7 separate regions of the Mus musculus genome follow, and regions 1, 2, 3, 4, 5 and 6 are each linked to region 7. The links are chromatin contacts, called in public Hi-C, promoter capture Hi-C and targeted proximity ligation maps. All regions are on one chromosome and are shown on one strand. The core of a region is the stretch at or near the end of the contact, and the rest is flanking DNA. Distances in the headings are between cores, read along the strand shown.

Region 1 (3,437 bases), core at 47-2,546, 1.3 Mb before region 7:
GAAAAAAAAAGATTTATTATTTTATGTAAATACACTGTAGCTGTCTTTAGACACACCAGAAGGCATCAGATGTCATTATGGATGGTTGTAAGCCACCATGTGGTTGCTGGGATTTGAACTCAGGACCTTCAGAAGAGCTGTCAGTGCTCTTAACCACTGAGCCATCTCTCCACCCTCCAGAATAAACTTTTTTATCAGATCTATTAGGCAATGTTTTAGTAGTTTGGCCTAATTAACAACAACACAAAGATGGTTTCCTAGTGTTAGTTGAGGTAGTCTGAGCAGATCACAGAATAGAAAGGTCTCAGAGAGGCAGCAGAATCATGATGAGACTCTGTTGTTGTTGTTGTTTTAAATCTATGTAAGAGAAAACTGTCTTGGCACACAAAGCAGTATTTAGTTCAGACATACTGATGGAGAATTTAAAGCAGTAGGGGAAACCATGCAACTGGACAGAAGGAACGGAGTAAAGAACCCAGCACATGGTACAGAAAATAGAGCAGTGGTGACATCCAGAATACAGCAATGTTTAAGGAAAACTAGATTCTTCTATTATTTTTAAAGATTTTTTTTCTAAGTAGGTGTACATGTGTGAGTATTTGAGCATGTGTGCTGGCATCTGTGGAGGCTAGAGGTACCTGGACCGGGGGTTACAGGTGGTTGAGTCACCTGATGTGGGTGCTGGGAAATGAACTCTAGTCCTCTAAGAACAGCTGAACTCCTGAGCCATTTTTCCAGCTCTGATTATGACTTTTAGTATTTTTAACTTATATATACAAAATATTCTATTTGTCAAGTATTAACTAATGTGAGTTTTTCCATTATTCTAATTCCTCAAATTATTTTGAAACCCTGTGGCTATATGACTAGAAGATCTGTCATCTTGTAAGCTACCTGCTCCATGACTTGTGTTGGTTATGACATATTAGACATAGCACAACTACTTTTAGCTAGCAGCTCTCCTGCTTATAAGGGGGCCAGCACTGTTTCAGGCATTTGTTATACATGTTAAGTGTTCAGTTTTTATACGAGTTAAACCAAATACCTTAGAAAGACAGCAAATCTTATCATAACTCAAGTAGGATCCAAATCTTCAGTTATGTAAACATATAATAGGGTCATATTAAGGCTAAACACAATGTCATAGCCTGACAGTTTCAGGCTGTGAGTCTGCCTCTTGCCTTAAGTAAGCTACAGGATCATTCTGCTAGTTATTTAAGCCAAGACTCATTTCCTTCTACTATTTAAATAGTGCCTTCCCATTAGAGCTGCTCTGAGAGGCTGAGGATGTAGCTCAGTGATAAGAGCACTTGTCTAGGTGCACCAGGTCCTACTCTGAACTCTAGAACCACAAAACGGAACACAAGATAAGGTTGCAATGAATTTAAAGTATTTATAAAGGTACTTAAGTCACAGTAAACAAATAGATTCTCAGAAGTATCCTTCAATCATTCCTTGGTCTAAGTTTCCCAAGGCATTTACTTTTAAAGCTCTAAGATTTAAGGTATTTGGATCTAATGATGACTGTATTTTACAGTTGTTCTCATCTATTCCTACAGAACTCTAAAGACAACATGGGAAGACTTACTATTTCAAATCCTGGTCCTGATGACAAAAGGTTGTAGTAAAAATAAAATCATTACACAGTACAGTTGACAGAACCTCAACAATAAAGCAGGTATTTTATGTATCTGTCCTTTTCTGTGGTAGAACACTGTGGGGTTTGAGTATGCCTAGCCCAGGGAGTGGCACTATTTGACGGTGTGACCTAGTTGGAGTAGATGTGGTCTTGTGTGGAGTAGGTGTACCACTCTGGGCTTGGCTTTAAAACCCATATCCTAGCTGCCTGGAAGCAAGTCTTCTCCTAGCAGCGTTCAGATGAAGATGTAGAATTCTCAGCACCTCCTGCACCATGCCTGCCTGAATGGTGCCATGCTCCCACCTTGACGATAATGGACTGACCCTGTAAGCCAGCCACAAGTAAATGTTGTCCTTATAAGCGTTGCCTTGGTCATGGTGTCTGTTCACAGCAGCAAAACCCTAACTAAAACAAAACACTCATCATGAAAGTCTTATATTCTAACTTGGTTAACTTTCTGAACATAGGGCATACATCACATTTAAGGAAGATATTCACACTTTTATGTATATTTATGTTATGTGCATATTAAACACACATTTTACCATACTTCTTTTACCTTTAAGAGGAAAAAACAGGCAATTTCTTTTAGATTGATGAAGATACAAGTCACAATCATAATTTGATTTCTAGTATCAAGTAGTAGGCTCAAAGTACAAGTTATTTTGCATACATGAAATTATATTTCTATTGCTTCTTAAACTCATGGTAGTTAGAAAATCTTTCTCGGCTGGGCAGTGGTGCCACACGCCTTTAATCCCAGCACTTAGGAGGCAGAGGCAGGTGGATTTCTGAGTTCAAGGCCAGCCTGGTCTACAGAGTGAGTTCCAGGACAGCCAGGGCTACACAGAGAAACCCTATTTCATCCCCCCCACAAAAAAACAAAAACAAAAACAAAAAAAATTATATCTCATCTACTGGAGAAGAAAATTCTATGATCGAGGTAAAATCCTCTCCTTCCTCCAAGGATTAAAAAGAATAAAAACATTCTCTTCTCTGTTTTTGTGTTTTACATTTTGTGAACTTTTTAAAAGTTGAAAACAGATTCTTCTCTTATACAATACATCCCAAAAACAGTTTCCCCTTTCTCCATTCCTCCTATCTTCACCCCCTCACCTTCCTTCTCCCCACATTTCCTCTTCAAAAAAGATCAGGTCTCCAAGAGATGACAGCCAGACAGGATAAACATGATACACTAAGACACGGCAAAGCTCTCAGCATCAAGGCTGGACAAGGCCACCCAAGAAGAGGAAAAGATTCTCAAGAGCAGGCAAAAGAATCAGAGCTACACCTCCCTCCACTGTTAGGAGTCTCCCCAGGACACCAGGCTGACAGCCAAAACATATACATGCAGATCCACACAGGCCCCTGCTTGTCATTTCAGTCTCTTAACAGAATGAACTACCACTGCCTACATGGAGGGAGGGAAGACAAAGGACTAAGTATTAAATCAGCAGATCAAACTTAGTATCCTCTGAAGTTAAGTCCCAGGAGACTGACATACGAGAATGGCCCTAATGCTTGGACTCCCACTGCTTTCAGGAGGTAACACCCACTAGGAAATGGTCTAACAGATAATACAACAACATTACAATGTTCTCAAGTATGGAAAGACAGCTCTAAATACTCAGACTGATATATAAAATGTTAATGAATATACAAGCACTTACCAAGATTTATCCAGATTCCACCTGGCTTGAGTATTCTCCATATTGTATCAATATAATCAATTACATTGTGAGCTGTGTCTATGAAGAAGCAGGTGGCAATACAGTCCCAGGCATCTAATCAACAGAAA
Region 2 (3,607 bases), core at 78-2,577, 1.4 Mb after region 7:
GTTTTAAAAGAAGTGAATGAGGACACAAAAGACTTAACTGTGGACATTTAGCCTGTCATTCATAATGTCTCTTGAATATAGTATGCCTTATAAACAGAAAATCAAACTCATACCTCAGGAATTTATAAATGTGCTTTAAAGTATTTCAGAGAAATGGCTTAGCACTTAGGTGCACTTAACTGCCCTTCCAGAGGACTGGGTTCCATTCCCAGCACCTATGGTGGGTGGGTCACAAATGTCTCAAATGCCTATAACTTCAGGTCCAAGGCATCTGACGCCCCTTTCTGATATCCCTAAGCACTGTGTACACGTGTCACTCACACACACACACACACACACTGAATAAAAATATAAGCAAATCTTTTACAAATGTAACTGAAATGGTGGCTAGAGACAGCTCTTCTTTCAGAGGCTCTGAGTCTGGTTCCCAGCACCTACACTGACTGGCTCACTACCACCTGTAACACCAGTTCCAGAGGATCTGATGCCTTCTTCTGGTCACTCTGGACACTTGCACACAGATAGCATACAGGCACGTACCCATAAATAAATCCTTAAAAAGAATAAAACAGACTGATGTATTTATTACCCAGAGTTCACTTTGTTTCTGCTCAAAGTAATTCATTTTAATGCATAACTAAATAACATGACATAGGGAATAAAATAGCTCAACTTAACCACTGCTGAGTGAATCCCAAGTTCACTTTCCATAGCTATTATGCTCAATGTTACTAACTCTGTTAAAATCATTAATAATAAAACCGTAATGAAATTATGGTCTCTCTGTGATACAGGAGTCGTCTTCGAGTTTATTTAGAGTACTAACATTGAAAACTAGTAAGAGTTCGAGGCCAACCTAGTCTACAAAGTGAGTTCCAGGACAGCCAGGACTGTTATACAGAGAAACGTTGTCTCAAACAACACATAGAGAGATAGAGAGGGAGAGAAATATCCACCATCAATGGAGGATACTAAGCTAAACTCTAGCTTTGCCTAACCCAAAGAAGAGAGGAAGGAAGCCACCTGGTTTGCATACGTGTTGGGAAATTCTTCTTGTGACTTCTCTCGGTGAGGAAGCATAAACAGTTGAGCGCTTCTAACAGTCTTCTCGAGGCTAAACCCGCTTCTCAGTTCTCAGGTCAAGCCCGGTTCTCAGGTCGTCACTCCATTGCACCTCACTTTTGGTACCCAGAGGCGCGCTCACTGCAGAGCATCTACTCGCCTCCAGCTGATGGCGCGTTGGACGTAGCGAGCCCGGGTGGGCGTGGCCCGCGCTCTGACGCACAGCGAGCGCGCCGACGCATGCGCACGTCGCCCGCGGGAGCTCGCCGGTGACTAGAACGGCGGCGGCGGCTCCCAGAGCGGGCGCTAACCGCCCGAGGCGTGGCGGGAGGCGGCGCGGGGCGGCTGGTGGAGGTCCCCGGGGTTGCCGGTCATGATCGACTCGGTGAAGCTCCGGCGCGACTGCGCGGCCGACTTCTTCTCGCACTACGAGTACCTGTGCGCGCTGCAGGACTCCGTGCCGCTGCCCGCCGTGCGCGCCTGCCTGCGGGACGGCGTGCTGGACTTCAATGCCGACCGGCTGCGCGCGGTGGACTGGGCACCGCTGCTCAGCACGCTCAGGGTGAACCGCGACCTGCCGCTGGTGGCCATCAAGAGCTCCTTCCAGCCGTGGCTCGGGGAAACAGTTCTGCGGTCCGGAGGTGCGAGGGTTTGGTCGGAGAAGTGGGAGCCCGGTGCAGGATCAGCCTGCGAAGCGGCCTCCACCTAGCCACAAAGGAGTTTTTGCCGCCGCCTCCCTTGCAGGTTGCCGCCTCGGTCCGTTGTCTGGAGTAGTCAAGCTAGGGAGTAGAACTCGACACTGCCCCTTATTACAGCGAGGATGACCAACTCTGCACCCCGAGGGGAATATGCGTGATAATTTAGCAAATGGTCCCTGCCCTCTCTTCTTTTAGGGGTTTAAATGTACAATCTCCCTTCATTCGTAATTGCAAGTTTAATACAGAAAAGGAGAAGGTTAAAGATGGAAAGAAAAAAATGTATAACAAAAAAATAATCAGGGACGTCTTTTTTGATTTTTAGAAAAATATTTGAGGGTTTTGCCTTCGCGTGTGTATGTGCACTATGTGTGTGCAGTGCCTGCGGAGTACAGAAAAGGGGGTAAGAGGTCGGAGTCCATATGTGAACCACCATATGGATGCTGGGAACCGAACTCGCATCCTTTGCAAGAGCAGCAAGTATGTCCAACCATTGAGCCATCTCTCCAGCCCAAGGGACTATTATTATTTGTTTCTTTTATTTATTTATTTATTTATTTATTTATTTATTTATTTATTTATTTATTTATTTATTTGAGAGACAGGGTTTCTCTGTGTAGCCCTGGCTATCTTGGAACTCACTCTGTAGACCAGGCTGGCCTTGAACTCAGAGTCTGGCCTGCCTCTGCCTCTCGAGTGCTGGGATTGAAGGCGTGCGCCACCACTGCCCGACTGGAACTATTATTTTTGACGAACCCGTTGTAAAACAGTTGACTCTGGTTATTTGCAGATAACGTATTTACAAGTTCCTTTCATTTGAATTTTTGTAACTCCCAGCCAAGTCTTTGTGGTGCTTCTATGGTCATTCATGAACACCCGCCCAGAAGCCAAAAAAAAAAAATTACCATCCAATATATATGTTCCTTACTGATTTGCATATTTGTGTGTTTGTGTATCTTAGTATTGGCGTATGTGCACACTCAGAAACAAGAAAGGGGTGTTGGGTGTCCTTTGATGGCTCTTCACCCATTTTTTAAATTTATTTTTTATTTTATTTTATTTATTTATTTTTTGAGAGAGACAGGGTCTGTTTTCTTAGTTTGGCTGGAAGCCAATAAGCCCCAACTGCTCTCTTGACTCCGCCCCTTCCATGCTGGAGTTAGAAGTCCTGCTCCTGACGCCTGGTTTATGTGGGTTCTGGGATCACGGAACTCCAGTGCAGCAAATGCCCTTAACTACTGGGCCATCCTTCCAGCTGATTTTTCACACTCCGTTTTATTTTTAGATTTGCAAATAGTTGTTTGTGTGTTTATATGTATGTGGCATGTGTGTGCACACACGTGTACGTGGCATGTGTACACATACACACGTTGTGTGCATAGAGTCTAGAGGTTGGCCCTGAATGTCTTTCAGCTTTCCCATTTGTTTACTCAGGCAGGTTCTTCTCCCCTTCCTGCCCCGCCCCCCCCCCCAGGGGACTCACTGATTCCTTTGTCTGGCTAGCTAGTTTGCCCTAGGGATCATCTTTTGTTCCTTCACAGATTACATATAGGCTTTTACTTTGCTGGCCATCCAAGTTTGGGTCCTCAACATTTTTTCCTGCAAGTACCTTTATCAGTCTGGTCATCTCAGTTCCTAATTTCCTTCTCTATCTCTTTCTCTTTCCTCCTTTCTTCCTTCTTTCCTTTCTCTCCCCCCCCCCCACCCCTTTGCTTTTTTATTTTTAAGAGTGGTATCATGTAAGGAAAACCTGTGTTGTAGGCAACCTAAGGCCAGAGTTTCATATTTTAAATTTAAATTCTCACACATATAAAATCCATTGAAACAAGCCTGTTGTGGATTCTTTGGTT
Region 3 (3,829 bases), core at 89-2,588, 1.3 Mb before region 7:
GAGCCTAGAACTTGAGAGCTTGAGGCCTTGGGTTCCACACACCTGCCATACCTGACACTCTGTAACCATCAGATCCTAAATAACTGTTCAATTCAAAACAGTAACAAAGTAATAGAACCACCGCGCAAGACTGATTAGGGCTGTTGGGGGAGTGTCCTCTTTTGCCACTATGTTTTATTTTTAAAATAGAGCTTCAACAGCATTGCCAAACACAGTGCCATAAAAGTAAGGTTCGTCCTTGCCCTCGATGGGAGTCAGACCTGGGCAAAGAGTTACATATATAAACAACTGTAATACAAATAGCAACAGAGTACCACCTAGGTTGGTTTGATCCGCACACGAGGTCACGCTCATCTCTCTGGTTCTAACCACAGGTTCAGAACACAGTGGACTGTGTCGCTTACGGATATAAATGTACTAACTCTCCTTGCCCAAAACCCCGGGTGCACGAAGACGCGAACAGATCTGTACTTGGGCATTCTCATTGGGCTATCTGAACACCTATCCAGACCATATGTAGAAGTTAGGAAGCTGCGATACGAATGGAGAGCCTACAGAAGAGTCCCACAACCATGCCTAGCCCACGAGAGGAATTCCGTACTTACTCGCAGACCACAAGAACATAAAGCCGGCTCCGGTGCCCGCTCTCTTTTTTCCTTACCAAGATGCACATTTTGCAACTCCGGGATCTCTTCCTCCCTCCACCATCCGGTCAGAGCCACTCGGCAGCACCGTTCAGTTCTCTACAAAAAGTGCACACTCGCTCCGGCGGCTCCGGGTGAGGTGGGAGGCAGCCCCACGGGACCGCCCGCGCGCAGGTGACCGCGGGCTCCGCGAACCAGCCACGAGGCGGGCCCCGAGACTGCGGCGTGCGGGCGGGCGGGCGCGCCTTACCCGTAGTAGCGGAACGCGTTGATGACCTTCCAGAAGTGCTCGCGCTCCAGCCGCTCCTCGTCCTCGGCGGTGCCGCGCGCCGGGGGCCCCGCAGGCGCGGCCGAGCCCAAACGCCCGGCGGAGAACTGCACCTCCACGTCCTCGCTTCGCCCGCCGTCCTGGGCCGGTTGAGACGCGGGCGGAGCGCGCTGTCGTCGCTGCATCGCCGCCGCGGCCCACGGCGTGACCCGCCTGCGCTTCCCGGCTCCCGAGTGCGTGGTGGCGAACGGCCGGGCCTCCTCTAGACGGCGCCGGCCGCGGCCGAGGCCCCCGCTCGCGGCACGCCCCGCCCCCGCCGCCCTCAGGCCTCCATTCGCGCTGCGCTCCGCCAGGGTTTCGGGACCCGCGCACGCGCCGACGACCAGGCTAAGGCCGCGGCCGCCCGCGTTCATTCGCTGCCGGGCTTCCGCTACGACGCGCTGACGTCCGAATACGCTTAGAGGGCGGGGTCTAGGGCCAGCTGGAGGAGGAGCTCCTTTGCTGGGGGCGGTGCTAGAGCAGCAGGCACCAATGAGAGCCAGTGGGCGGGGCCACGAATCTGGCCCGCTGGAGTGGGACGGGCTCTGAGGCTGGAAAGGAAGGGCAAGAGAAAGAAAAAGTGGGTTTTCAGGAATTGATTTTGAATGTTTTAACTTTAGAAACTCAAAAAGGCAAGGTCTTAAGTTAGCCCTTGAAACTCGTTTTCTAAGTGGATTCCCTTTAAGCACCCATGAAGGCACAATTAAGAGTGCTTCAGGGAAAAGTCCAAGTTGCAGAATCAGAAGACATTCCATTAGCTGGGAGATGAACCAGAGTCAGTGTTTCCAATCAAACCTTCAGAAAACTGAGAAGCAAGCCCTGAAGGTTTGTGAGCTGGTCGCTCGTCTTGTAAATTCACTCCACAATGACATCAGTGACCTCCTTGCTCAGGATGTCATGGCTATGGGAATAGTTACTGGCAGCATAGCATCTTCCTCGCCTGTGATGAGCTACTCGAGATAGAAATGTAGCAGAGCCCCAGATCTTAGAAGGCCCTGAGACCTTAGCTCACCTGAATCTATGATGAAGTGCCGTTAAGGCTGTAAAACTCAGCACACAGACAGCACCACTGCCAAAGTAAAACAAAGGCTGAATCCATCAAAGTCCATAGCTCCGGGGAAGTCTGTAAATGTACTTGCTTTTTAGCTCTTGGACGTCTGCTTCTGGCTACCTGTTCTTGCTAACTTTAGTGTGTCAACCCAAAACATAATTTTTGTGTATAAAGGTCATCCTGCAAGAGGCTCACTGCTACACTGGGATCCCGAACATCCGGTGTCGTCAATGGCCGGCTAATCGAGCTTTCCATTGGCTTAAACCCATGTCTGAACAGTCCTCTCTGGTGGACACCTCACAACAGAAGAACTGACAGTAGGCGTTAGTGTGATCTTCATCCGTGACTGAGTTCCAATTCTACAAACACTGCTCTGAGCCCTTGCCTCTTGCCAGTGCCTGTCTCCCCAAATAAGGTGAATAGGGTCTTCTCAACAATGGCCCTGTCACTTGGTATCTTGTCATAAAACTGGATACCATGTCCCAGGAAGTAGAGCCCTCAGCAGGGATTGCCCATCTGGACTCCAGTCTTGTCAAAGTGGATACATACAGATGCTCTCATAAACCTGAGACTGGTAGCACTCTGTGCCAACAGAGGAATTAGAGGATGGTGTTTCAGTCTCTCTCTCTCTCCCCCCCCTCCCCCGCCCTCTGTGTGTGTGGCGGGGGGGGGGGGGGGGGGGGGGAAGGTGTAGAATCTCACTATGTACTCCTGGCTGGCCTAAAACTCAAGAGATCCCATCAGACAGTAATGGCTCACCTTTAATCCCAGCATTTTGGGAAGGCAGAGGCAGGCAGCTCTCTGTATGCTCAAGGCCAGCATAGTCTACAGAGCTAGTTCCAGGGCAGCCAAGACAACACAAAGAAATCCTGTCTTGAAAAACCAAACAAAAACAACAGACAAAAAAGTCAGAGATCCACCTGCTCCTGTCTCCTGAGTGCTGGGATTAAAGACTTGTACCACCCGGGCGTGGTGGCGCAGGTCTTTAATCCCAGCACTCGGGAGGCAGAGGCAGGTGGATTTCTGAGTTCGAGGCCATCGTGGTCTACAAAGTGAGTTCCAGGACAGACAGGGCTATACAGAGAAACCCTGTCTTGAAAAACCAAAAAAAAAAAAAAAAAAAAAAAAAAAAGACTTATACCACTCCCTCAGTGATTTAAGACTGACAAACTAACATAGTTCAAACATCTAATGAAGAAAGCAAAGGAGTACAAATGTAATCTCTTTATCCTGTTCCTAGTCACCTATACTTCATATCCAGACACAATCCACCCCACTTCATTTGTTCTTCCAGATTTTCTAATTCCCATTTTTCTTCACTAATGTTTGGAAATTATGTGTAAATCCTTATAGTTTTAGCCATTACTAGTTCTGCTTACACACACATACAATATCATACTATGACACAGGCCAGAATGGCCTAATTGACACAGTTCAGAATGTCATGGGTTACAACAATCACTTACCCAGTTTTTAACATCCTTGGGAATGTATCAAACATTTTGAAATTCTTTATGGAAAGAATTGCTACACTCTGTTAATAGTGCAGCCTTTAAGGATCTGTGTTGTCAAGGCGTTCAGGTGTAAGCATGTTTCAGTAAATCTCTAACCTAAATAAACCCGGGCAATGAAAACACGACTTAGTTAATATGAATATATGCTGTGTGCTTAGGACGGGCAGATCTCCTGCTACACTACCATCTTCCACATCATCGAGCCCCCTTAGAACTTGCGGTTTCTCCAGGCCAGGTGCGTCTGCTCCACTTTTTCTTCTTCTTCCTCCTCCTCTGTCCTCCTCTGTCCCTCAGCCCCCTCTCTTTCTTCCAA
Region 4 (3,414 bases), core at 472-2,971, 1.4 Mb before region 7:
TTCATGAGCACCGCCCACACCAGAAGGTCATTGTATGGGTAGATAAAGCCAGCAGCCTCGGGTTCCTCTGACAGGCTTTGTCTTTCCTTGGACTTCTTCTTTGATTTTTGAGAGTCCTCAGGCTTCTCCTATTGCAAAGGAAAACAAAGTCCTAAGGACTCAGATGCATGGTGTTCAGCTAAATGTAACACAGCTAAAAGTATCCTAGAGACACTTTTTAAAATAACTGCTACCTATGTTAGAACCCAGCACTGAACAAAAAAGAAAGCAAAAGGAACAAAGAGCCCAGATATCTACCATAGCGGAACAGTTAGTAAAAACTATCCAGTAAGCCTGACCCAGTGTGCCCACTGTCTAAGGGCATACAAAAGTAATCAGCTGGGGATGGAGCTCTGTAGCATGGTGACCAACTGATGTGCACAAAGCCCTGGGCTCAATTCCCAGAAATAAAACAACGAAACAAATAAACAAACCAAACTACATGTTTTATTGAACTACAATGCAGAACTTAGGAGGCCAGGAGGACAGAGTTCAAACCTAATCCTAACTCTGCCGTTAAACCTAGTCTCCAAAGCATGTAGAATGTCATAGGATAAACCAGCCAGCACGGTGTGCACTTCAATGGTAATCTATTTGGGTAAGTAAGAATTATATTTTAAAAGTTCTCTACTTCTCCATTAACAAGGTGATTTGTCATTGTTACTTTGAAGAGTGTCACTGGTGCTTCCAGTCACACATTCAAATGGATCCGTTGGCTTTATTTTATTCTGCAACGTTGTTCCCCCGGCAAGCTCACCCAACAGATCACCCAAATTCCCTGTGTGCCTTTGTACAGCTTCCTTTCTCTGAATCGGTGCCTTGTATAAGGTTTACCACCTTGAGAAATGCAGAACTATTTCTCAGTGACCATGTCATCCACCTCTACCCGCTCACCTTCTCAAGCAAACCAAACGCTCAGCATAAGGCTTCAAAAATAACAGAGGTTTTTAAACAATTCGTTGAAAATTTGAGGCATCCTATCAAAAACTATTAGAGTGCTTCTCCTATCTTTCAATAGATTAAAAAAATAATCTGCTCATTAATGGTAACTAAGGGCCATGCCAACAGCAGTGGAAAGGAAGCGTCTTCCAGCCAACAACTCATGATCTCCATGGAAATACTTAAGCAAAAGCACTCTGCCCCAGAAAAGAGTAGGCTAAAGACCCACAAACAACATCTTTGTTATACTGAAAATTACGATAAAACTAACTTCCAGAAAAACTTTGTTGAGGAAAGGAAGATACAAAAGGACCACCTCCCAAGAACAGAGAGCTACAAAGGGTGTGGAGCTTGAGTGGGGAGGTTAAGAGTGTCATGGCAGGCTAATGAGTACGTAACACCATGGCATACACATCCTGCCTCAGACACCAACTGCACAGGGCAGAGGTGAAAACCAGGAAGAGAACCTGAGAGGCAAGCACAGACTTTCGCTGGGTTGTCAGGGCCCTGTACTGCTGAAGACCAGCAGGATCAGCAGTGATCTTTGTGAATAACATCATGTGTTTATTTATGATGCTGGGGAATGATTCTTCATTGGTACTCCCCTGTCTCCAGTGTCAATAAAGAAGTGATCTCAGTCTGCAAAACCAACTTTGTTTTCAACTCTACCAACAAAGGAGTGTACCTTGGATTTGTAGGGCTGGGCCGTCCTGAAGAACTGGGAGTGCAGTGTGCTTTCAGAAGACTCCTTTCTATTTCTCAGTGAATGTCTCTGATGAAGAGAGTGCTGGGAGAGGCCCTGAGCAAAGCTGCTCACACTCTGGTATATATTGTCATTTTGTTTATTAAAGAAAACAAAAGAGAGATAAACAAAAAAGGTTATTGTAGTGATATCATTTTCTTTCCAGACTACAGTGAAAGATAAATGTATGTCTTCTCAAATACTCAACACATCTGTCTCTTGTCCAGGGTTAATAATTAATGTCTCTGGAGATTACTCACACAATAGCATCTCCCAGTCTCCTTCTGATAAACACTATTTCCCGACATCTGAGAAAGCATACTCTTTTGTTCCATATTACGCATCTGAATTCCTTTCCTATGTGGAAATTCCTTAAGAGTCAATAGATGTTCTAGCCTCGACTCTAGTTCAAAACAGGTAATAAAATTTTATAGTGCTGATAAGAAGAAGTTTCCATTCACAAGGTTAAAATGAAGTTAGAAAGTTCTGGAATTTTTCCAGGTGATATATGATATCGCCATTGCATGGCCATCAAATGAAGCATCAGCAAGGAGAAACAGAAATAAATCGGGACTGATTTAAGAGCCTGGGATACAAACCATAGGTTTTGAAAACCCCTTCACTTTGTGTTCTATGGATAAAAAGTGAACATAGAATAAAGTCAGTACTTCAGAGAAAACACCCAAGTTATTTCATCATTATTGTAATAGAGAATTAACCATATCAACATGCTAATAATCATAGTGAATATTGTTGCTAAGTCACTCAAAGCTTGCTCAAGGATTGGAGGGTTGTTGGTATTCTCACAATTTTATGAACAGGACATTAATATGCCTAGTTCTTAGACAGAAGAGTGGGAACACAGATTATGTTTCATATACCAAGTAAGGAGACAAATAGGAGCCTATGTCAGACCATGCTACTCCACACCATGTAGCTGTTAGCACTATGGTCTGCTTGCAGTATACTCTGACGCATTATTTTTTATCCTTAGGGGAAAGCAACTAGTGAAATGGGACATGTCATATTGATGGGCCACTTACGGAAAGAACAGGAATGGAGCCTCTTAGTAAGCAGGGAAATGGCTTCACCAAGGTCATATGGTGACATTGTCCCCACTGCTGTATAGCAGTGTCACTCTTTTTAAAGGCAGTGGCTGACACTGGGTGTCTTTTAGCCTCCAGAATCTTAGGAGAGGTTAATTCCTCCACAAGATGAGGGTTTCCATGTGTTTTTCATGGTTTGGGGGTTGCTCTGTTCACTTCCTAAACTTAAATGGGGTTATCACTTCCTCCAATTCTTTATAAAGGTCCAAAGTAGCTGGATATCCTTCATGGAACCTCCTCTCAAGCCACATTCCACTCTTATCCCTGTCCACCCACGACAAAGGTCTCAGCGTTGCTGCAGAACCCCACCCTGAGATCTGAACACGGCATTCTCTGTTAGCACTCTTCTCTCAACATCCGCGTCCAGTGATCTTTTTCTGGTGTCTATATCTCTAAAAAGAATGAGGCTCCCGTGGCTACGGGTCTATGATGGCAACTCTGCCTTTGCAATCATGGTACCCCAAAACTATGACAGAAAACATATTCTCATCTGTCAAAGCATTTCTTTTTTAAGCTCATTCCATTTTCATCTTCCAAGATAATCACTTCATCTTTAGCCCAATATTCAGTCTCCAGACTATAGGCCAT
Region 5 (3,451 bases), core at 833-3,332, 1.2 Mb before region 7:
GAAGACCAGGCTGACCTTGAACTCAAGATCCACTTGCCTCTGCCTCCTGAGTGCTGGGATTAAAGGCATGTGCCACTACTTTCCAGCCATCATTTCAATTCTTGATACAGTCCTTGCTGTGAAACTTTCTGAGCACAGGATTAATATCTGCATCCCTTCCTGTTAGTATTCTAATCTTTCAATTGCCCACTAAAGCCACCCATTAAGCTCTTCTTAATATCACTAGTGAGTCTCTAGCCCGCAACTCAAAATTGTCCCACATTCTTCTACAAACCATTTCTAAAGCCCCGAAAATCACAGGGTATGATATATCACAGCAACAACACTGTTTCTTTCAGGCTACCATTTTTTTTATTTATTAATTTTAGTTTTGCTCTTCCTCCCAATTCCTCCCATAACCACCTTCTTCCACCTCTCCCCAACTTTGTGTCCTCTTGTCAAAACAACTATAATCCAATTTGTGCTGCACATATAAACTCCTGGGTGTGGGACAATCCATTTTAATATGGGTGACCTAGTAGGGGCCACACCCTGAAAGAAAACCAACTTTTCTCCAGAAGCCAAGGACTGTGGGTAGATTGTCAGGTGAGGAGTAGAGACCTGTGAACTCTTTCTGCTATGCTAGAATAGTGACTTAGTTGATCTTGGGCAAGCAACTAGAGCTGACCTGAGTTCATGAGTACAGTTGTTCTGTTGTGTCTAGAGAACAGTTAAACTATGGTCCTTTCCAATCTCTACCTCTTATTTTCTTTGATTCTCTGATGCCAATTTAAGACACAAAACTGCCTGGTGTTCTTCTGTCTTCTTTCTGGTAAGAGCCAGTGGTCGCAATAGTTCAGAGAATGGTGGCTAGTGTAGTAAACACTTCAGAAGTGGGGCTGGATTTTAGACAGGCCCAAATTACCATTTCACTTGGGAAAAGTAGAGATTAATTCTTACTCTCTTGAGTCTCTGATGACTTTCGGGACATGCTTCACTGGTAGACAGCAATGATGTGGGCCTCTGGGAACTAGGGCTATGTTATATGAAGTCAGCCAGCTTCTGCTCAGGTCTCTTGGAACCTAGTAGGCAGGGAACCAGAGTAGCCCCCTGGGGAGGACACCAGCCTGTAGCTGAAAGCTGTTGGTCATCTCCCTCTGACAGCTAGGACAAGCATGTCCTAAGTCCAGAAGGGAGCCATCTTGGATTCAGATCCTTCAACCCTTGAGAAATCACCTTAGCTGATACTTGAAGTGGTGTGAATACTCAGGCAATCTTTTACTGTAATCTTGATCTGCAAAACCGTGAGTGAAATAAAATTGCCATATTTAAGCCACCAACTCTTATGGTTATTTGATATCTGTTATGTGTGTCACATAACTACATTTCCCATGCTACTTAATTCTCACAATAACCCTAGGAGTGATGTGCTATTATGTCATTTTGATGGTAATGAACTTGACCCAAAGGTGTTAATTTGCCCAAATGACTAGCTAGCCAGGGTGATGGGAACTGAGTCAAGCTTTGATTGTAGCTCACATCAAACTTTTGAGCTAAGCTGCAAATCAATTGTACTATTTGAGTTTCAGTTTACACAAAAATACAAACTTGCCAAAGGTCATGAGTCTTTCAGAAGTCAGATTGCCTGTTTTTAATCTTCAGATCACAGAGTTTTATAAACCACTGAGACATTTTGGAGATACCCAGCGTGTAAGCTGTCCCCCCTTTCCCTGTATTAATGGAATGGTTACTGGTCTCTGATAGCCACTCAGATCACTTGAGTAACGCACAGAGACGTTTTAAGAGGTAAGAAATGAAACAGAAGCCACAAGTTGCACAACTGCCCCCAGAAGCCATCCTGGCTGTCAAGACTGCCTAAGCCCAAAGGATCTGCATTTGCAGCATAAGCTTTTAGCACCAGCTTATTTACCTTTAGTTCAAGACAAATGCTCAAATGCTTTCTAGTAATTGCAAAGGACTCTTACCACTTAGAGATACGATTCTCGACTGTCCGGCTTTCCTCCTTCTCATACAATTCTGATGTCTCTACATAGACCTTGCCCCTTTCCTTTTGCCCGAAATCCACACTTTGGCAAACCTCCATGCCCCTTAGCACCCTCCCCTAGTGACCTTAGTTGAGACATGTCATCGTTCTCATGAGTGTGAGTCCCATGCTCCAGGAAGCCAATACACCAGCCCCGTTTTTTGGTCACAGCTGCCTTCTATTTGGTGGGTGGAATTTAATGGTGGGAAAAAGCAAGGCATAACAATGAGACATTACACTGAAGGTTTGCCTAGTTTTCTGGGGCATGATTTTTCATAGCTCAGAGGCTGTGAAAATGAGGCCACATTGTTTGCTCTTCAGACTGGCAGTGGCTGCGGTCCCAGTATGCTAGCACATGTCTCTTCTCTGTGAATGTGTACTCCAGTTATTCTTCTGCATGACCACCTGTGGGGCAATGGGCTATGCACAGAGAGCCTGGTCTCCAGTTGAGCATAGGTCTTGAACCCCCGGTGGGATTGGTGGGTGGTAATTTCCACCTACATGGGACAGAAGGCATTCAATCAAGTCTCCTGGACCCCTGGCTCCTGTCAAAGTTACTGTCCCCACAGCCCCCACAGGAGAGGCGCGTGGTTATCTGTCACGTAGACAATGTCCCAAGCTTGTGGCATTCTGGCTAGACTCCTCCCCACAGTTACCTAACAACAGGAAGATAGCCCAGCCTACTATAAGAGAGACTGCTTGGCCCCACCTCTCTCTCTCTTTAAGCTTTCACCTTTCTTATTCTCTAGCTCTCTTTCTCTTTCCCTTCTCCCCTCTCTCCATGTGGCCATGCCCGGTCTCTCTCTCTCTTTCTACCTTCTCTCTTTTCCCCTGCCTTTCTACAAAAAAGCTCTAAAACCATAGACTAGCTCTGATCATGAAGGCCCACCATGCTTGAACAATGGGATAGGCTTTCTCCTAACGAGCTGCGTATAAGTGCCCGCCAGAAGGCCTTCCTACGCTGCAGCCATGGACTGGACTAAGGACTCTCGCCTGAGTGGGAACCATCCAGCGCCCCCCCTCTCCCCCTGCCCTCTCCTGTCTTCCTCCCTGGGTGGAGTGCCACCCCTGCGTCCACCGCCGAGAGCACCAGAACTCTGATGGGACACGGGTTCTTACCCACTTCCCTCTTTCTCTTACCCACGGCCCCTTAACCACCTTTCTCTTTCTTTTGAGGAAAGCAGTAAACTGTACTTGGCCTCACCACAATGGCTTCTACTTAAATTAATCATTTTTTTCAAGGTTCTGTTTCCAAATATGTATTGATAGTTGGGATTTTAAAATATGACTGGGTTACAGGGAAGGCACGGTTCTGCCCTTACCAAGGTTTGTGGATAACTGAGACTTTTTCAGATGAGTATACTGACTTGAGTTAGCAAGTATCAGATGACTCTATTTTAGCCCTTGAGGTTCTCTGTAATTATGGCT
Region 6 (3,521 bases), core at 920-3,419, 1.3 Mb after region 7:
GATGAGGGTGGACAGGCTTACCCAGTTTCCCCATTGCTCTGGCTTATTCCCCCTGAAACCCATCTTTCTAGTCAGCCCCTTGCCTTCTAGTCTTTATGAACACATTATATGTGCACATTTACCTAACTGGATTTCAATATAAAGACCTTGGTTAAGGGAAGGGAACAGCATTGGGAACCATGTGTGATTATGATATTTTGCTCCTGACGATAAGCAAGCCAGGCCCCAAGGTAATGGGTTCTTGGAGCCAGCACATGGAATGCTCCAGATAGCAAAAAAAAGAAAAATGAAAAGAAAAAAACGGGGGGGGGGGGGGTGTCTTCTCAAATCCCAACAATGCAACATTCTTTTCTTACAGAAATGTTTGTGAAGCGGTAACAAATAAACACAAGTGCAGACATTTTTCAGGCCTGTTCCTGCAAAGCAGTTCTTGCTTCCTACCACAATAGCAATAGTTATGTCATGCTAGCTTGTACATGGACCCTGATCGCTTGATTCCGAACACTCTCTCGGAGATAATAATCAATATAGCTCCTATTTGAAAATAGCATTTTCTTGCTAATTTCATGTTAAGGGAGAATGTTGGGTTGTTGTTTTGTTTTGTTTTGTTTTTTTAAACGCGATCAGAGGGAAATTTTCTCTCACTCTTCCCGTTTTTTCTTGGAGCCCAGATGGCAAGATACTAAAATGTCCGTTTTAAACAAAAGGTTTCTGTTTGTTTCCAGGAGAGTAACTGAGAGGCTGCGCTGGTTTCCAGTAGAAACTGCTGTGAATTCAGGCATACATCTGGGTCGCCTCATTAAACAAAAGACACCCGTCTGCTGTCAACAACCACACAGTACAACACTCCCGGATCCTTCATCTTTATCCGGAAGGAATGGTTCATAGAGACGCCTGTCACCATCCACTGGCCATGCAACTCTCTGGGGTCACTCCTGTCAGTGGCCTGGTGGCTACAGTATAGCACATTTGGGCTAGTCTTCCCGCCCCGCCCCTGCCCAGTACGTTAACCCGGGTTTATTGGAGCGCCAGCCAAGGCTTCCTCAGCACCTTTCCTAGCAGAATCCAGACCGGGGTCTGCTCCCCGTTTCCACCCTTCCCTCTCCACCCCACAACGCGCCACAATGGACGCTGGCCGACCACCGCACTGCACGCCATTGCCCACCCGCGCCGCTCGCGCGGACGCTCAGCCGTCCCGCAGACGCTGTGCACCGAGCACGGCCCTAGCTGACACCAAAGGCGCACGCCGCGGATCCGCGCCCGGGAGCCCCGGCCCTCGGCCCCTGGGTGCGCGCGCGCGGGTGCGGGTGCGGGTGCCGGCCGGGGACGCGCGTGGGGAGGGCAGCGGCGAGCCGGGGCGGGGGGTACCGGGGCCCAAGGGCCGCACTCACCCAGCAGCAGCAGCTTGAGCTCCCGGCGGGCGTCGCGCTTGTCCCTGCGCAGCTGCCGCTCGATCTCGTCGTTGATCCTCCGGGCTTCCTTGGCCTCCTCGCTCAGGCAGCACGCCATGATGGACTCCAGAGTCATTCTTCCGAAGTGCCTCGCTGCAGCCCCGCCGGCGCCCTGCTCACACGCGCGCACACACGCCCTCCGCCCTCGCTCCCCCGAGGCAGCGGCGGCCGCGGAGCCCCGCCGCCCGGGCGCGCGTCAGGGACGAGCTCAGGGGAGCCGCGGTAAAGGAGGCGGCCGGGCCCGCAGCCCAGGCGGGCCGGGAACGAGCGGGGCCGGGAGCCTGGGACGCGCGAGGAAAGGCCGCCGCGCCCCGCCGCGCTCACACGCCGCCTTCTCGGAGAGCGCGCGGCCCTCCAGGCGCCGCCGCCGACGCTGCCCAAGGCTGTGCGCCCAGCGGCCCGAGCTCATCCACCGAGGCGGCCCCGCAGCGAGCGACCGCCGACGGCTCAGCGCGCCCGGCGCGCCCGCTCCTCGCCGCCGCCGCCGCCGCCGCCTGACTCGGCTCCGGGCGCCCTCGGCCTGCCCGCGCCCACTCGGCTCGCTCGCAAACCGGGCAGCCGGCCGCCGCGCGCTCCCCGCCTCCGCCCCCGCCTCCGCCGGACGCCCACCCGGCCCGATTGCCAGGCGCGCCGCGGCTGCTCAGTGCTCGCCCTCCCCCTCGCCACACACACACATTTTCTCCTTTCTCTGAACTGGAGCACAGATCCGGGAGGGGGCGGCGGCGGCGGGAGGAGGAGGAGGAGGACGGGCGCAGGGGGCGGGCACAGCGCAAGGGGCGGGACCGCGGCCCCTCCTGGACAGCTCGCGCTCTCCTCGCCCCGCCCCCGACTGCCCGCCCCGCTCGCCGGCCGCCTCCCTCTGTGCGAGCTCCGGCGCGGCGGTCACGGCCGTTGGAGCGGGTCCGGCAGGCGGACACCGACCTTCGGCTGCCGCTGGGCTGCCGGGGCGTGGTCGGCGAGAATATGGCGGCCTCGGCCTGCCCTCTGGCCGCTGGCGCTGCGGGAGCCCTGCCGGGAGCCCACGCGCTGCGCTCCGGGCCTCTCTGCAGCCGGGCTGCCCTTTCCTATTTCTAAAACGCCATTGGGAAGAAGCTGCCTCGAGTGGCCTCTGACCCAAGATCCATCTTAGAAGATGGGATGCTCTTTACTAGGGAAGAGAAAGGATTGTCACTGGCTCTCTGGGGGTTACTGAGGGATCTGTGGACGGAACTGTCCTCCTTATCTCCAGATAGGAATCTGAATCCTAAAGAGAAAAAAAGAAGCTGCCCAAGTTTCCAAGAGCCTCCTGATCCGTTCCAACTTTTCGGGTCACTGAGGTGGTTTCTGTTTTCCTACCAGCACACTACGTTAAACAGTCTGGTAATGTAGGATTGACCCTTCTACACCGTGACAGTTAAGGATGACTTCTGGGAGAACGCCAAGTAGTACAGAATGAAATGAAAGAGACAGATATGGTGGCTCACACCCATAAACTCCACACTCCACAGGCTGAGGCAGGAGAATTGCTTCCTGAGCAGTATGAGACCTTGTAGCAAAGAAAAGGGGGAGGGAGAGAGAATAAAATAGGAGAAAGTGAAGAAACTAGTATCATTGGAGCAAAATTCTATTTGGTTTTTATACTTCTAATTTGAGGTGGTTTACTAATAAATAGAAAATATCTTGTTCATTCAAGGTTGTATTGGGGAAAAAAAAAGGTTCATTCAATTCAGTGTGTCTCAAACATCAAGAGGAGAATCGTACTATTTTTCCTGACTTTATAGATAGAAGTGGGCGCCTCCACATTTCATGCTTTTCATAAACTGCTCCTGTTGATCTGGGCTGCAATGTAAGATCATACCCATTGCTGCAACTTAAGAATGAAACAAGTCTTGGACTTCAAGGTCTCTCCTCTGGTTTGCCTTATTCTCCACCACCACCACCACCACCCCACCCCATCCCCCACCCCCACCCCCACCCCCACCCCCACCCCCCCACCCCCGTGATACACTGCATGCATACATTCAGCCTCTATGCCAGGACTCAGATGGAGTTGTGGACGTAAAGTCTGTATGTAATACTCTGCTTTTAAAA
Region 7 (3,675 bases), core at 144-2,643:
TCAGAGATCCACCTGCCTCTATAACTGTGAAACCCTTAAGCTGAGGGGTTCTGTGTGCATTTAAAAGAGCAAGATGTGACTCTTACCATGGACTTTTTCACATTCTTATAGTACGGGTTCCATCCAATGCTCACCACCATTTTATGGACATCGCCGCTCCCAACGCTGGCCCAACCATAATAAATGCCAGTAGACACATCAGCTGGAAGATTGTCCACCACTTGTTCAGGAAAATTGGCTAAATAGAAGTAAACAGATATTCATTGCTACAAGATTCACATTAAACATTGATTAAAAACATATTAAAACGTTAACTTGAATCATTACACTCCCAGGATCTTTCTGTTTTCCAACCTTCCACATTCCGACTTGAATTTCTTCTCTTCAGACAGCACAGGTTACAAGTGAGGCACAAAGCAAGTGTATAAATCTCTTCCCTCCACCCCAAAAAGCCACACGAAAATGCCCAAGTGGAAACAAAGACACGAAATAAACACAGAGGTTTATCGTAAATTACCCATGTAGTCCTCCACTTGGGAGGCTACGAGAGATCCCCTGAGAGATCCCCAGAGCTCAGGGAGTAGGAGGAAGCCTTTGGAAACAGAGCGAGACCCTATCTGTTTGAATTAAAACAAGCAAAAGTCCCTGCTTTTTCCTAGTAACGCCCCTAAGTAGGCTGAGTCACTTTAAAAGATTCTTATTTTCAAAAAACACAACCCCAAATCCCCAATTCAAAGATTGACTTAATAGGTCAAGGCACAGCCCAAGGCATCAATTTTAAGAATGGACAATCAAGTCTTGATTACTAAAACTTACGTAGTCAGACCAAATAAACGTCGGCTCTCATAGAACTACCCGTGTTGTCATTGATCACTACACAGTAGCATCATTAGAATGGAACTTTCAACAGCTTGAGAGTTCGGCCAATCCAACCTGCGGTGCCTTCCCGGACGGGGCTGCGCAGCTCGTCGCTAGCGGCAGGAGCGCGGCTGCCGGGTCCCCTGCCCACGGCCTAGAGCTCCACGGCCCCGCGACGCGCTCACCTGTGGGGATGCCCAGTTGCTTGGAGCCGCGGCCGAAGCCACGCACCACCTGGCCGCGGCAGAAGAACGGCAGGCTCCTCATGACGCTGACCTCGGAGGACGCGGGCTGCTCCTCGCTCCGTGCCTGCGACGGAGCCGCCGTGAGTGCGGCGCCGGGGCCCGGACCAGCCGGGGGATCCCGCGGGAGCTGGGCCGGCGGAGCGAGACACCTGCCGCGACCAGTGCCTGCCCGCAGGATAGCACCCAGCCGTCAGATCCCAGCGGCCGCTCGGCCGGAACTACGACAACCGCGGCGAATGCACAGGTCTGCGGCCCAGGCGACCGGCCTGCTCGGCTTCCGTTGCTCTCCCGCCGTAGCCCCGCCCCCGCCGTTGCGGACCCGCCCAGAAGCCGCGCCCCGCTCGCCGACATCGTAGTGCGGACCGTCCTCACCTCCTGCGGCTGAGGCCCCGCCCTCGCCTCTGTGGCCCCGCCCTCACCCATAGCCCAGCCTCTAATTGTCGCCTTTTCAGCTTCTGAGTTTGGGCTTTGCTGAAATAAGCGTTGCTCACAAGATAACTTAAGTTGTTCTTTTCCTCCACAATTTTGAATAAAATTCTGCCCAATCTTTGCAATCACTTTCTTTTCCCTTACTCGTATGTAACTCTGAGAATGTTCAGCTGATCTTAAAAAATGTTTTCTCTATGTTGGGAACATTCTTGATAACGTTTCATTTCCTTGACTCTAGTATACTAACACAAAACAGGTATTTGTAACTGACTGTGAACAATCAGTTGAGAGAACTCACTGCCTTCAGACCAGCATAAAACAAATATGTGTTGAAAGAACAAAGCACACTACCAAGGTGCTAGGGAATTAACGGGAAGGAAACTGTAACCCCGGGCCCCATAGGACACTCGCCCAGTAAACACTCTAACAGAAGTCTTTAGAAAAGTTTAAATGACTGTGGCTGCAAGCTCACGCTAGCCCTAGATAAACTAGAATTTGAATGCAGACCCTGCTTCCTTGAGCAGCCAATATATGAGAACTACTTAAATGGGAGGATCTGTGCGAGGGGATACTGGGAGAAGGGAGCGCTGCTATTGGGACGTAAGGTGAATAAATACTTTTTTTTAAACAGAAAAAGAAAACTACTTAACAGGTTGCCTGGCAATATTAAAAGTGTGAGCCAGGCATGGTGGTGCATACTTATAATGCCAGGAGTCAGATGCAGAGACCACGGGCTACAGAGACCTAAGAAACTAAGAATGTAATCACTTACCTGCTTAGGGGGGGGCGGTTTCTTTTTTCTTTGTTTGTTGAAGGTGGTGGTAATTGGATACCGGCTCTATTCCAGACTGGCCTGGAGCTCACAACTCTGTCTCAGCCCTTCTGTGTACTGAGATTATAGGCATGCACTAACACAACTGGGTAAGAATGTTTTTAGTGCTGTCTTCCAGGTGTCTTTCATTCCAAATAGTTGATATGTTAGAATGGTAGTTTTCAGTTTCTTCATCACCAGTGACAAAGCACACAGGGAGGTGAGAACCAGATACATCATGCTGGGTTTTATACCACCAAGTCCACGCTCTAAGGGAGTGAGAGAACTGAGATAAAATGAGGAATAAAGATAGATGGTTTTGTATTTCTTTTGGTTTGGTTTTTCAAGACAGGGGTTCCCCGTACAGCGCTGGCTGTCCTGGAACTCACCCTATTGACCAGACCGGTCTTGAACTCAGAGATCTGCTTGCTTCTGCCTTCTAAATTAAATCTGGATTAGAGGTGAAGGTGTGCCCCACACCTGACCTAAAATAGATGATTTTTGAGAAATAAAATAGGAAGGGTGTGGATTCAAGACTAGCATGACCTACAAAGTAGGTTCCAGATCAGCCAACTCTGTCTCAAAAGAAAAAAAGAAAAAGAAAAAAAAAAAAGAAAAGAAAAAGGGAAAGAAGGAAGGAAAATAGATGCTAAGTACGTGTCATACTCTCTCATTTAATTTTGAAGCTTGGTTTTAGCTGTGTAGCCCTGGCTGATCTGAACTTGCTGTTTAGGAGAAAATGGCCTTGAACTCACAGAGATTCGCTTGCCTCAATCTCCCAAGTGCTAAGATTAATGTCAGGCCCCACCATGCCCAGCAAATTCCTTTTTCATGAAGCTATTCGTATGCATTCCTATAGATGCATACTTTGTACATTCAGGTAGCTATGGACAAGAAAATTCTGTTTCTTTTCCACTGCATCTTGGTAGCCTCCGAGGGCTCTCTTTTACTTAAAAATGAAGTTGCCTTTCCGGGCTCTATCTCTGCTTCATCTAGTCATCAAGTCAGAATCTGTCAAAGCCACTTCAAAAATGGGGGCCAGGAGTGCTTGCAGATACTCAGATGTGTGTTTCATCCATGTGATTTATTGTTTTTCACACTCATTAATAGTGCTCCGATGTATTTGGTTCAGAAGATACGTTACTGGACCTTCTTAATTAATATTACTTTTGCAAATCTAGAGTTGAGAGAGAGAGAAAGAGCATGGAGTTGTCAAGTTTAGTGCTTTTAAACGTAAAAATCTCCAAAGTATTTCTATTGCTCTTTCTGAATTGCACTTGCAGTGCTTGGCCTCTGCCTGCAGGGAAGGAGACCCTGCCCAGCCATTGACTG

The links. Promoter capture Hi-C pulls out the DNA fragments that hold promoters and counts their contacts. Hi-C and Micro-C count contacts between places; a contact is called where the count stands out from the background. Capture Hi-C pulls out chosen DNA fragments and counts their contacts.
Region 1: a contact with region 7 is called in a targeted proximity ligation map of embryonic forebrain, with 7 times the contacts expected there. A contact is called at or near these places in 6 of 39 promoter capture datasets (the 3T3-L1 cell line, 3T3-L1-derived adipocytes, the C10 cell line and 3 more), 1 of 484 Hi-C or Micro-C datasets (embryonic stem cells), 6 of 130 datasets of targeted methods (embryonic forebrain, large pre-B cells, pro-B cells and 2 more) and 2 of 9 other capture datasets (adipose tissue and liver).
Region 2: a contact with region 7 is called in a promoter capture Hi-C map of liver, with 4 times the contacts expected there. A contact is called at or near these places in 3 of 39 promoter capture datasets (the 3T3-L1 cell line, liver and pre-B cells), 1 of 484 Hi-C or Micro-C datasets (CD4 T cells), 2 of 130 datasets of targeted methods (astrocytes and pancreatic cancer cells) and 2 of 9 other capture datasets (adipose tissue and liver).
Region 3: a contact with region 7 is called in a Hi-C map of B cells, with 11 read pairs. A contact is called at or near these places in 8 of 39 promoter capture datasets (the 3T3-L1 cell line, 3T3-L1-derived adipocytes, cranial neural crest and 5 more), 5 of 484 Hi-C or Micro-C datasets (B cells, CD8 T cells, LSK cells and 2 more), 9 of 130 datasets of targeted methods (embryonic stem cells, forebrain, large pre-B cells and 2 more) and 3 of 9 other capture datasets (adipose tissue, liver and pancreatic islet).
Region 4: a targeted proximity ligation map of pancreatic cancer cells shows a contact between it and region 7. A contact is called at or near these places in 7 of 39 promoter capture datasets (the 3T3-L1 cell line, frontonasal cranial neural crest, hippocampal neurons and 4 more) and 4 of 130 datasets of targeted methods (astrocytes, pancreatic cancer cells, stem cell-derived neural progenitor cells and 1 more).
Region 5: a contact with region 7 is called in a promoter capture Hi-C map of liver, with 8 times the contacts expected there. A contact is called at or near these places in 20 of 39 promoter capture datasets (the 3T3-L1 cell line, 3T3-L1-derived adipocytes, the C10 cell line and 13 more), 20 of 484 Hi-C or Micro-C datasets (adipose-derived mesenchymal stem cells, bone marrow-derived macrophages, cerebellar granule neurons and 11 more), 11 of 130 datasets of targeted methods (acute myeloid leukemia, cardiomyocytes, craniofacial prominence and 7 more) and 1 of 9 other capture datasets (adipose tissue).
Region 6: a promoter capture Hi-C map of liver shows a contact between it and region 7, with 4 times the contacts expected there. A contact is called at or near these places in 2 of 39 promoter capture datasets (liver and pre-B cells), 1 of 484 Hi-C or Micro-C datasets (B cells), 1 of 130 datasets of targeted methods (stem cell-derived neural progenitor cells) and 2 of 9 other capture datasets (adipose tissue and liver).

What each region holds. Positions count from the first base shown.
Region 1 is chr19:18,693,635-18,697,071 of GRCm38.p6, reverse strand. It overlaps Carnmt1 (carnosine N-methyltransferase 1), which reads right to left. Exons shown (of 8, transcript NM_026120.5): 6 at 3,310-3,423. Among named protein-coding and RNA genes, the nearest start is that of D030056L22Rik, 18 kb to the left of the region's middle.
Region 2 is chr19:15,982,709-15,986,315 of GRCm38.p6, reverse strand. It overlaps Cep78 (centrosomal protein 78), which reads left to right and starts at 1,327. Exons shown (of 15, transcript NM_198019.2): 1 at 1,327-1,703. The coding sequence starts at 1,436. C130060C02Rik (RIKEN cDNA C130060C02 gene) reads right to left here and starts at 1,241. Exons shown (of 3, transcript NR_045355.1): 1 at 1,024-1,241.
Region 3 is chr19:18,668,268-18,672,096 of GRCm38.p6, reverse strand. Carnmt1 (carnosine N-methyltransferase 1) reads right to left here and starts at 1,338. Exons shown (of 8, transcript NM_026120.5): 1 at 895-1,338. The coding sequence starts at 1,097.
Region 4 is chr19:18,810,063-18,813,476 of GRCm38.p6, reverse strand. Trpm6 (transient receptor potential cation channel, subfamily M, member 6) reads right to left here. Exons shown (of 39, transcript NM_153417.2): 15 at 1,664-1,798; 16 at 1-128. Among named protein-coding and RNA genes, the nearest start is that of Gm41814, 62 kb to the right of the region's middle.
Region 5 is chr19:18,567,327-18,570,777 of GRCm38.p6, reverse strand. No RefSeq gene overlaps it. Among named protein-coding and RNA genes, the nearest start is that of Ostf1, 63 kb to the left of the region's middle.
Region 6 is chr19:16,131,332-16,134,852 of GRCm38.p6, reverse strand. Gnaq (guanine nucleotide binding protein, alpha q polypeptide) reads right to left here and starts at 2,169. Exons shown (of 7, transcript NM_008139.6): 1 at 1,392-2,169. The coding sequence starts at 1,527.
Region 7 is chr19:17,391,761-17,395,435 of GRCm38.p6, reverse strand. Rfk (riboflavin kinase) reads right to left here and starts at 1,393. Exons shown (of 4, transcript NM_019437.3): 1 at 1,044-1,393; 2 at 87-238. The coding sequence starts at 1,125.